Regions from separate parts of the Mus musculus genome. Here region 2 is linked to region 1. The links are chromatin contacts, called in public promoter capture Hi-C maps. All regions are on one chromosome and are shown on one strand. The core of a region is the stretch at or near the end of the contact, and the rest is flanking DNA. Distances in the headings are between cores, read along the strand shown. Region 1 overlaps Tgfbr3 (transforming growth factor, beta receptor III). Region 2 overlaps Tgfbr3 (transforming growth factor, beta receptor III).

Evidence for each region. Capture Hi-C pulls out chosen DNA fragments and counts their contacts.
Region 2: a contact with region 1 is called in a promoter capture Hi-C map of adipose tissue. The contact joins two enhancer-like sites. A contact is called at or near these places in 6 of 484 Hi-C or Micro-C datasets (brown adipocytes, cranial neural crest, embryonic fibroblasts and 3 more), 2 of 115 datasets of contacts at active chromatin or transcription factors (heart atrium and neural progenitor cells) and 2 of 9 other capture datasets (adipose tissue and pancreatic islet).

The regions. Positions count from the first base shown.
Region 1 is chr5:107,113,647-107,118,588 of GRCm38.p6, reverse strand. Tgfbr3 (transforming growth factor, beta receptor III) reads left to right here. Exons shown (of 17, transcript NM_011578.4): 16 at 63-170. Among named protein-coding and RNA genes, the nearest start is that of Gm42146, 22 kb to the right of the region's middle. Within about 2 kb of position 1,603, at least 38 of the 459 cell types and tissues checked have an H3K27ac peak or open chromatin away from gene starts, as enhancers often do. A contact at or near this core is called in adipose tissue, embryonic fibroblasts and uterus, where this site is marked.
Region 2 is chr5:107,197,350-107,202,720 of GRCm38.p6, reverse strand. The region is part of intron 3 of Tgfbr3 (transforming growth factor, beta receptor III); the gene reads left to right. Among named protein-coding and RNA genes, the nearest start is that of Tgfbr3, 90 kb to the left of the region's middle. Within about 2 kb of position 2,275, at least 120 of the 459 cell types and tissues checked have an H3K27ac peak or open chromatin away from gene starts, as enhancers often do. A contact at or near this core is called in adipose tissue, embryonic fibroblasts and uterus, where this site is marked.

The DNA of each region.
Region 1 (4,942 bases), core at 354-2,853:
ATGAAGCTGAAGTGTGAAACAGACAGCTTGACATCATGTATGTATCTCTTCCCCTCTTCTAGAGATTTTCCACGGCCTGGACACGCTCACCGTGATGGGCATTGCGTTTGCAGCATTTGTGATCGGAGCACTCCTGACGGGGGCCTTGTGGTATATCTACTCCCACACAGGTTAGTGACTACTCACTGGAAACTAGGGTGCATCTGGGCCACACAGGGCACCCGCCACACAATAGACACCAGAGTTTTTGTTGGACAGGTGATATAATAAGCAAAAGGAAGAGAATATCCATTTTCACTATTCTTATATTTATGTATTTTGTGTTTTAGGTCACGTAAAAATGTAACTTGGTCTAAGTGATGCCTAGAGAAAAAAAAATGTTTACCCTGCTTTTGTTAGTTGCAGTTACAGTGCTGGTGATATTCAGCTTCTAAGACAGTCTAATCTTGTCATAGAACCTAAAGGAGTCTGGGTAGCATGACGAACTGGAACTAGAAACCTTCGCTCCAAAATGAAAGGCCGTGGAATAAGCTGCTGTGATGAAGGAGACCAGTTGCTCATGACCACAGCTGCCAGGGCATTGGATAATGCCCGCCCTTGTCCTGTCCTCAGTCAGGGACTCCAAACCACGACCTCCTGGCCTTTAACTCATGACATCTTTCATAAACAAAATTCTCCCATTTTACAAAGTTTATATTTCAAAATATATTTTTATGACTAAAAAAAATATAAAAAGTGAAACAAAAAAAGTTAAAGGTGTGCTCTCCCACCTCACCTTCCTGTTTTGATGTTCTTTTGGTGAATACAGAGTTGCCCCAATAATCCTGGCTTCGACCCCCAAAGCCCTAAGATACAGTTAGCCATCAGCCTTCCCTGAACTTTACATAAGTTCTGGGAGATTCTATAGCCCAGCCATCATGCTTGGGCAGCAGGCGCTCATCCCCAGCTCCCATGTTTTCTGCTGGTTGCTAGACAGAGCCTCAAACTCTTGAGAAAAGTACGTGACACCAGCATGCTTGCTAGCTAAAGGTTCTGACTCTCTTTTCACTTCAAATGCTACACCTCGTAACAGTTTTTTAGATCGGGGCACAAACAGCAGCAGACCTTCTACACCAGGCCTAGGAAGTCTTCTACCTTGTGAAAGCCAACGTAGTAGCAAAAGCTTAAGAGAGTTTGATAATGGAGCTCTAAGTCCTCAAGAGTCATTGTTCCCAACCAGCAACTCCAGTGAAATGTGTTTCGTGTCAGAGAGAACGAAGGCCTAAGTGGGGTGGTTCTGAGCGTCATATAAATGCCTATGAGTCATTTGAAGAAGTTTTCCTCATGCAAAAGTTCAGAAAAGAACCCGAAGGGACAGCTTTTAGCAGAGTAGAATTTTGGAGTACTTTTATCACAGCAATACTGACATGTTTAGATCTCAAACTAATAGTTCTTTGCAACTTTTTCCAGCCTCCTGCATGGAGGAGGTTCTAGGGCACTTGGCGGCCTACATTGTCTCCTGGGAATAAACTTGAAAGTACTCCAGGAAGACTGTAGCCCTGAGGATTTTATGTGGGGCTGGTCACTCGCAGATGTTTTCCATGTGTGTACTCAGCCACTGGCTGGCTTGGGTCTTAGAACCAATCCTGAAACCCACATGGTCCGTCTTGGGCTAGGAAGCCAGGCCAGGCATAATAGAGGGTTACCAAATGATACTCACTGTGGAAGCAAGGCCCCACTGAGATCCCTCTGGGAACCCCAGATTTGTCCAAAGCCAAGCATCAAGCTGATAGAGGACAAAGCCTGGGTGTTGTGTCCTGCTCCTCACTGAAGTCGGAGGTGGTTGTACCTCACCCTCTGTCATCCAAACAAAAGCCCCAGAGGGAAGCTGAAAGTACCGTTAATACAAAAATAAAGTTTGCACACAGCTTAGAGACAAGCAAAAGGCCCTTCCAGCACACAGTTTGTGTTTGTGCCGACTCAGAAACCAAAAGACCTATGGATGCTGTCGTTTGGCTTAGGCTCTTGACGTTGCTCATGATTCTGCTCCAAAGTGGCTCTTCAGTCAAAGTTGTGGCCCCCAGCTAATCTTAGGCACAGCTACAATTAATCTTAGTACCAAATAAACACAAAGAGGGCTCAGTCCAGAGCCCAGTTAGTCTCTGACGTGGATCAACCAGCAGAAAGTTTAGATGAACAGGGATGGTCAGAATGCTGTGGCCAGCAAGCAGAGCCGGGCATCCAAACACCGACTCAGTCCTTTAATTTCCACAATAAGCTAACTGTGGAACTCAGACCTTATATGGTATATTTGGGGGTTCAGGCTGCTCTGCCTCTGTGTCGGGAACAACCCTTTGTTTGGATGACTCCCTCTGCTCACGTTCTCCAGCCTTTCCACAGCACACCCCAAGTCACAGATTTGAATCTTGACACATGTTCCTGGAATAACTTTTAGTCTGAAAAGATAGGGTTCCCACTCTGTCTTATTGCAACTCCGGGTACAATGAGATAACTGCCTTTGGGCTCTATTAATTCTGTTTGGAGATCCCTATTTTAAAACCCTGTCTCACTGTGAACAGAGGAGAGATGGTTGGGGGTAGGTGTGGTTCTGGTCCAAGGTTTCTGTGACACAGGTCCCAGAGTCACAGGTGTGTTGACATCTGTAGTTTCCTGGAGCATAAGAGCTCTGTGTTTGCTTTGTAGAAAACCTTTTTAGCCTCATCAATAAAGTGCGTGAGAGTGTGACACCTGAACGAGGTACTGGGACAGCCAGACCCACCCCCACTCCCTCTTTTATTCCTTCCCTGAAGCAACATCTTTAAAACTCTTGTCTGGTTCATTGAGATATTAGCTGAGTTCAAAGCCAACATAGGCTGTGTTGAGATACTCTATATCACCCTACACACACACACACACACACACACACACACACACACACACCACACACACACATACACACACATATACACACACACACATATATACACCACATATACACATACACACACACACACATACACACATACACATACACACCACACACATACACACACATACACACACACACACATATATATACATCTCTAAGTAACACAAGTATACGGCTGCCTCTTTTTGCTTGGGATCCTCTCTGTTAACATCCTACTGCAGAAAACAACTGTTTATCTCTGCTTTACCTAGGTGTCCCAATTATCCATTTCCCTTCTTAGCCCCTAGCAGGGTGGTTCTCAGCCTTCCTGATGCTGTGACCCTTTACTACAGCTCCTCATGCTGTGGTGACCCCCAGCCTTAAAATTATTTTCGTTGCTACTTCATAACTGCAATTTTACTACTGTTACAAATCATAGTGTAAATATCTGATATGCAGGGTATCTGGCCTGCAACCCTGGGACAGGGTCATTCGACCCACAGGTTGAGAACTGCTACTGCCCTGGTAGAACCACACCGAAATCTTAGTTGGATACACATTGTCTTAGTTAGAGTTTTACTGCTGTGAACAAACACCATGACCAAGGCAGGTCTTATAAAAAACAACATTTAATTGGGGCTGGCTTACAGGTTCAGAGGTTCAGTCCATTATCATCAAGGTGGGAGCATGGCAGTATCCAGGCAGGCATGGTGTAGGAGGAGCTAAGAGTTCTACGTCTTCATCCAAAGGCTGCTAGTGGAAGACTGACTTCCAGGCAACTAGGGTGAGGATTTTATACTCACACCCACAGTGACACACCCATTCCAACCAGGTCACACCTATTCCAACAAGGCCACACCTTCAGATGGTGCCACTCCCTAGTCCAAGGATATACAAACCATCACACATATTCACTGTTTCTGCAGTGATGACCACACACACACACACACACACACACACACACACACACGCGCGCGCGCGCGCCGATCACAATTTAGCCATTCAGTATGATAGCTCTATTACCTCTCCCCCAAGTGTTTAGGTTTTTCCAAAGATAAGCAGCATTTCTCTGTATCCCATCTCCCACTAGCTTAGTTTTCTAGGCATTTATCGTCAGTTTGTCTACTGACTGCCAGCTGTTATGACCTCCTCTCTCACACACACACACACACACACACACACACACCAATGCCATCCATTTTCTTTCACAAGAGTACTTCACAGAGCCCAGGTACGGCTCCCAGCATCTATGCCCAGCAGCTACTCACACGCATAGGCTCACTCTCCTCCTCCACTCTTAAAAATAAAACGATTTTTAAGCCAGCTGGACCTGTCCAACTTGTCCCCCTGCAAACTGTCTCTTTTGCCTCCAGTCTGGAGTTTTCCAGCGCTTTTCTTTGGGTCAGGGATGCCTTAGGCCATGCATCCCACGCCTTCCTTCTTCTTGGTTTAAAGGGGACATGGGAGATACATGTTCCCTTTATGCCATGAGTCTGAAATATCCCCGCTTTATAAAAACACTTGCTTGACAAACATGGTATCCTCTGTTAGGTTATAAACGATCCCTTGGAGTTTTGAAAGTGCCCCTCGTGTTTTTCTCTGGCTCAAGGCTTGCTGCTGAGGGTTTGAGGCTGCTTAGATTTATCTTTCTAATTCTCTCTACCTGTGACCTGTCTTTCCTTTCTGGAATCATCTTTATAATAATAACAGCCCTTGATTTAGGGGCATTTTCATATTTTGTGCTGGGAATTAATTGGGCTTTCAGCCTAAAAAACCCATCCATTGTTCCTTCCGTCCCTCTTTCTTAATTGGTGTGTGTGTGTGGTGTGTATGTGTATGTGTGTATGTGTGTGTGTGTATGTGTGTATGTGGTGTATATATATGTGTGTGTGTGTATGTGGTGTGTATGTGTATGTGTGTATGTGTATATGTGGTGTATATATGTGTGTGTGTGTATGTGTGTGTGTATATGTGTGTGTATGTGTGTGTGTGGTGTGTGTGTGTGGTGTGTGTGTGTGTGTAGGGTGATATAGAGTATCTCAGCACAGCCTATGT
Region 2 (5,371 bases), core at 1,026-3,525, 83 kb before region 1:
CTAGGTAGTCCAGCTTGAAGCCGAAAGAGTAGGGCTTGCTCTTTCTTATGGAAATAAAGCTGGCTTCTGTAAGGATTCATTGTGGGTGAGGATATTATGGAACTGTGTTGAAATGCCTCTAGCTTTCAGGACCTAGCTGAGTCCCTGCCTGCTACCATCACAGCGACAGCAATACTGGAAAGACATTGTCAGTCCAAATGTGATGTTCCTTCAGCTGCATCTAGAACATTTCCAAATGTGACAGTCCTCTAGCCGAGTCTGGAACATTTCCAAGCACAATGGTCCTTCAGCTGCACCTAGAACATTTCTATCTACTGGAGGTGAAGGATGGGGTGGAGAAGGGAAGGGGAGGTCTTCTTTAATAGATAGCTTCAGCTCCCGTTGACGAGAGAGACTAGAGAAGATGCTTATGCATCTGAGATCCAAGACCAAAGCCAGCATCAGGCTCCCGGATCACTGGGTAGCCTCTTCCCTGGAGCCCAAACATCCCTCTGTGTACATTAACTTTGAATTTCTATTTGGTGACAGGTGTGTACATACCCCAGACCCTTTGTGGGTTTCATTTGCCTAGCCTTGGGCCTGCCACAGGGTCAATATCCGTGTGCTGGTTTAAGTGATCACTATCTTAAAGAGATGAGCCTTTGATTTCTGTGAGCGCGCACACACACAGGTTCTTTGGGGGAGAGGAGCAAAGAGATCCAGCTGAGAGCTGAAAATGAAAGGCAGAGTGGGGGAGGAGCATCGAGGGGGAGGGACATTGAGGGGGTGGGGCATCGAGTGCCCTGTATGCATCCATTCCCATTGTCATTTTAATGGTTGGCAGTTGTTTAGTTTTTTTTTGGTGAAGTTCGAGTTGAGATGTCTTGCTTATTATAAGTTTTAACAGAGCAGTGACTTTATTAAAGCCTTATATAAGTTTAGTACTTCACTAAGTCCAAAACAATACTTTGTAATTCTCTTTCCTGTTATGCCTCTCGGCCTGTTTCTGTATTTCTGTGTAGCAACAGTGTTGTCTTGGAGATCCAGATGTGTTTGAAGGTGCGGATGAGGCAGAGTAAGGAAGGCAGGTTGTCAGGAGGCCTGCGTGTCTGTGCTTCTGAGTGAGGCCTTTGGGTTGCCTCCTTCTCTTAAGTATTATTTTAATTCCCTTTTAAAAAAAAAAAAGTGTGTGTGTGTGTGTGTGTGTGTGTGTGTGTGTGTGTGTGTATGAGAGTCAGACGGACGGACGGACAGACAGACATGTGGGTGTGAGTGTGGAGGTAAGAGGACAATTTGGGAGACAGTTCTCTACTTTTGCTGTGGGTTCTAGTCTTTGGTCCCAGATTGCTGGACTTTAGGAAGAAGCACTTCTAATCACTGAGCAATCATGACCGCCATAGTTACTCTTCTTGTTGCTGTGACAAAATACCTGTGTGATGCCTCTTAGGGAAGAAGGCTCGCCTGTGCGCCCATGTGCTCACAAGGGAAACCACAGCAGTAGGAGCTGCTTCTGGCTTTTGTATCCGGTGCCTAAGGTCGATTGCTCACATCCTGGCTGACTGGGGCCCAGTATGCAACCTGAAGGCCCATCCTTAATGCTCCACTTCTGGGGCTGCAGCTTGGCCCCACCTCCCGAAGATTCCGCAACTCTTGGAGCAGCGTCACCAGCTGGACTCCAAATGCAAACCTTTTGGGGTCAGCATCCTGGAGAAACCTCAGAGCCGGCCCTTTCCTGTTTAGTGCACGTGTTGCTGTTTGTTTATGTTTCCTGCTTTCACAAGCTTGAAGAGCTACTCTTCCACCACTGGATATTAGGATAGCGAGACTCTAAATGGCAAGAGCGCCATTCTGAACGAGTATTTTTCTGAAAGAGTCTTGTTCATTTTAAATGCTGTTAAAGATCTAATTCTCAGTGTTTTAACTGGAAGCTGTTCAAATTTGCCAAATCATAAAATCTTTCAAAGCCTGCTCCAAGCTACATTTTATTGATTCAGCTTTCCTCCTATTTGCATTTTAAAAAGCCCAACTTGTTTTCTTATGGGGGAAGTGATTTGTGTGTGTTAGAGTACAGAGTGATAAACGAACCCGTGACTTGCCGTGAGCTTTTTAGGTGACTTGCCGTGAGCGTTTTAGGTGTGTTGTCGGAGCAACATACAAGGGTAATTTCGAGTCCAGTTTTGCCACGTGTCCTTATGTATGTTTCCCAAACACGTTTCCTGGCTTGGTACCGTGACTGTGCATACGGCCTACATGTGTTTCCTATTTTTTATGACTCATACTTACAGTACTCATAAAGATTTCTTCTTTATCTTGGCTCTGAGTAATGAGCCAGCTTGTACACTTCCAGCATAGATGTGGGCTGAGGGTTCTGCATGTAATCCTGAGGGAGGCCCCTTGTAGGCACAGTGCAGGAGTCTATACTTGCACTGTATAGTCTCTGTAAGTGCAGCTGTTTATAGGACTGCGCACTACTCCCGGTACCATTCAGAAACTATGCTTTTTGTTGATTTGCTGCACCTTTGTTTTCCAGATTTCCCCCCTGTCTTGGTCAGGCAGTTTTCTGCTAATGTGTGAGGCTGCCCCAGGGGTGGACAGGAGAGGCCAGTGCTCTCTTTCTGTTGCTTGCTGGTAACTGTGGTAAAGGGGTCAGTGGAAGGAAGGAATGGAAGTAATTAACTAAAATGACATTTATAACTTGTGGCCACAGACACAAGGGAGGGTCTCCTTGGCTTTAGAGAACTGTTCAGACCTGAGACACAATAGGACAAGGATGACAACTGATGTCAGGACAGCAGATTCCTCTTTCTTTCTCTCTCTACCCCCCTCCCCATTTGTCTCTCTGTCTCTCTCCTCTGTATCTCTGTCTTTCTCTGTCTCTCCTCTGTCTCCATCTCTGTGTATGTGTGTGTACCTGTGCCTGTGCACCCGCAGCTCTGTATGTATGTTACCGTAATGTAAAAGTCCTATGTCTTCGTAGGAGCTTTGCCCATAGGTACCAATGGTTCCTTCTTGGCCAGTGCTTCCAGGAAGTCCTCTCATATTGGTGCCTGACAGCTATTTAATATTTTTTCTAGCAAGTACATGAGTTGCTGTGTATTGTGATTGGCACACCAGGATTGCAGATTAATAGAATTTGCAGAAGATCAAATCCCCACGTAGAAGAGAAGACTGTCTTGTTCACTCTATTCACACTGTGGATTTATCTGTTTCTAACAGTGGTACACCTCCAGAGACATGCCTGTATCCCAACTCACCAAACATGTGAATGTTACTTTACACAGAGTCTGCAGATGTGATGAAGACCCTTTCAGTGGGGAGATTATCTGGGAGGCCCAAGTACTCTCACCAGTTTCCTTGTGAGATGCTATGAAATAGCCAGAAGTGGGGAAGCTGGTGTGACCCAGTAGACAGGGAGTAGAGGGATGGGGTCACAAACCAAAGAAGGCACCCTCACCAAGGTACTGGACGAGACACCAGAAATGTTTCTCCAAGAGCCCATGGAGGGGCATCTCTGAAGACACCTTGGCTTTGGCCCAGCAATGCTGACTGGGGAATTCCAGCCTTAAACACATCAAGAGAATAAATTTCTGTTGTTTTATGTCATTAGGTTTTTGGTTAGTTGGCATGGCAGCCACTTGAGCTGAATATTATATTTTATCTAGTTTGGAGAATTATCCTGAGTTCCACTCAGCTCCGTTTTCTCAAGTTTGTTCCCTCCACGTGTCTCCCATTTCTGAAAAGAACACTCCCAACCACTCGTGACAACCCCAACCCCTGGTGTTACCTATGACTTCCAGGTTTCCTCAAATCCAGTCCCATTTCTTCTATCATGGGACTCTATTGTGAATCTGACTGCCTTTGGCCTTTACCTGTGGTTTGAACCACCATGTTTATATTTGAAATATGGCCATTTCTGACCCAGTCTTTTGAGCATTCAAGGTCTGGGATAGAGTGCTCACATTGGAAACTAAGTTTCTTGCTTTGGCCCAAGTTACTTTTCTCTGCATTGTTTCCTGGGATAATGTTACAATCTGCTTCCTGGGTCGCTATGGCAAAGAAGTATTTAAAAAAAAAAAAAAAAAAAAAAAGACAGAACAGTAGCTGGAATCAAACCAGCACCCAATAAATGCCAGTCACTATCTTTATAGGCTAATACGATCTATTCTCTGAACAACAGCCAACACGATTTTTTAAAAGCTTCGGCCCTATCACAAAACCCATCCGTTCAGCTTTCTAAGATGGTTCCTCATCATTTCTAGAGTGGCATCTGCCTAGAAGTGTGGGAAGCCACATGTGCCGTTGCAGAGTGACGCTGACTACTGCTGGCCACCACGCATAAGTTTGGACAAACAACCAATGTGTACATATGCAGTAAAGCTTTTTGCCAAGACACTGCCTGACCCGGGCATGATAATGAAGCTTTGAGAATATAACCAATCAGATGTGAGACATGCAAATGAGGTATGATAATGAGGCTCTGTGAGGAACAGAGAGAGAGAGAGAGAGAGAGAGAGTAGCCAATCAGATGAGGAACATGCAAATGAGGCATAGTGCATAACCAATCCGGGTGTGAGGCATGCCTCTCCTAGGCCTATATAAGCAGCACCAGTTCTGGGCTCAGGGTCTCTTCGCCTCTGCAATCAAGCTCTCCCAATAAACGTGTGCAGAAGGATTCTGTTGCAGCGTTGTTACTGCTGGCCAGTCCGGCGCACGCAAGATAGAAGGACACTTGCAGGGACTTGGGGTGTCTTCCCTGCACTGAGGCCTTTGCTCCTCACTCATTTACAATACCAGCCTCCCCGACTCCCCCACACCTGACTCCCACCACAGCATCCAACCCTGTTTTATCTCTAAAATAATTCATATCATCTGGGACTAATCTTTGAACATGTGTATTTTCTCTCTTCAAGTAGAATACCCAGAATGGTAGACATTTTTTTGCCTGCTGATATTCCCAGCAGCTAAAGCCATGCTTAGCACAGAGTGAGCACTCGAATATTTATGGAATAAATGTTTTGAATGAACAAATACATATGCGGATACACAGTTTAACCTTGGCAAATAACATTAAATCTGGTGATTAAAATTTACTTATCAAATATTTGTTTGGTTAGTTTTCGAGACAGTGGCTTACTGTAGAGCTCAGGCTAGCCACAAACATTCCATCTGCCTAACTCAGGGTCCTGAGTCCTGGGATGACAGGCATGGTCTACCATATTCACAATTTGTATTTGGGAAATTCTCATTAGTTATGTTTTCTGGAAAATCTGGTTACTGACGTCTCACTATTGTAGAGGTATAAAACAATGTTTCTTAAGAAATTATTACACTCACTATTTGTGTGTGAGTGTGAGTGCTATCATCTCAACAGAGCAGAGGATAGCTTGTGGGA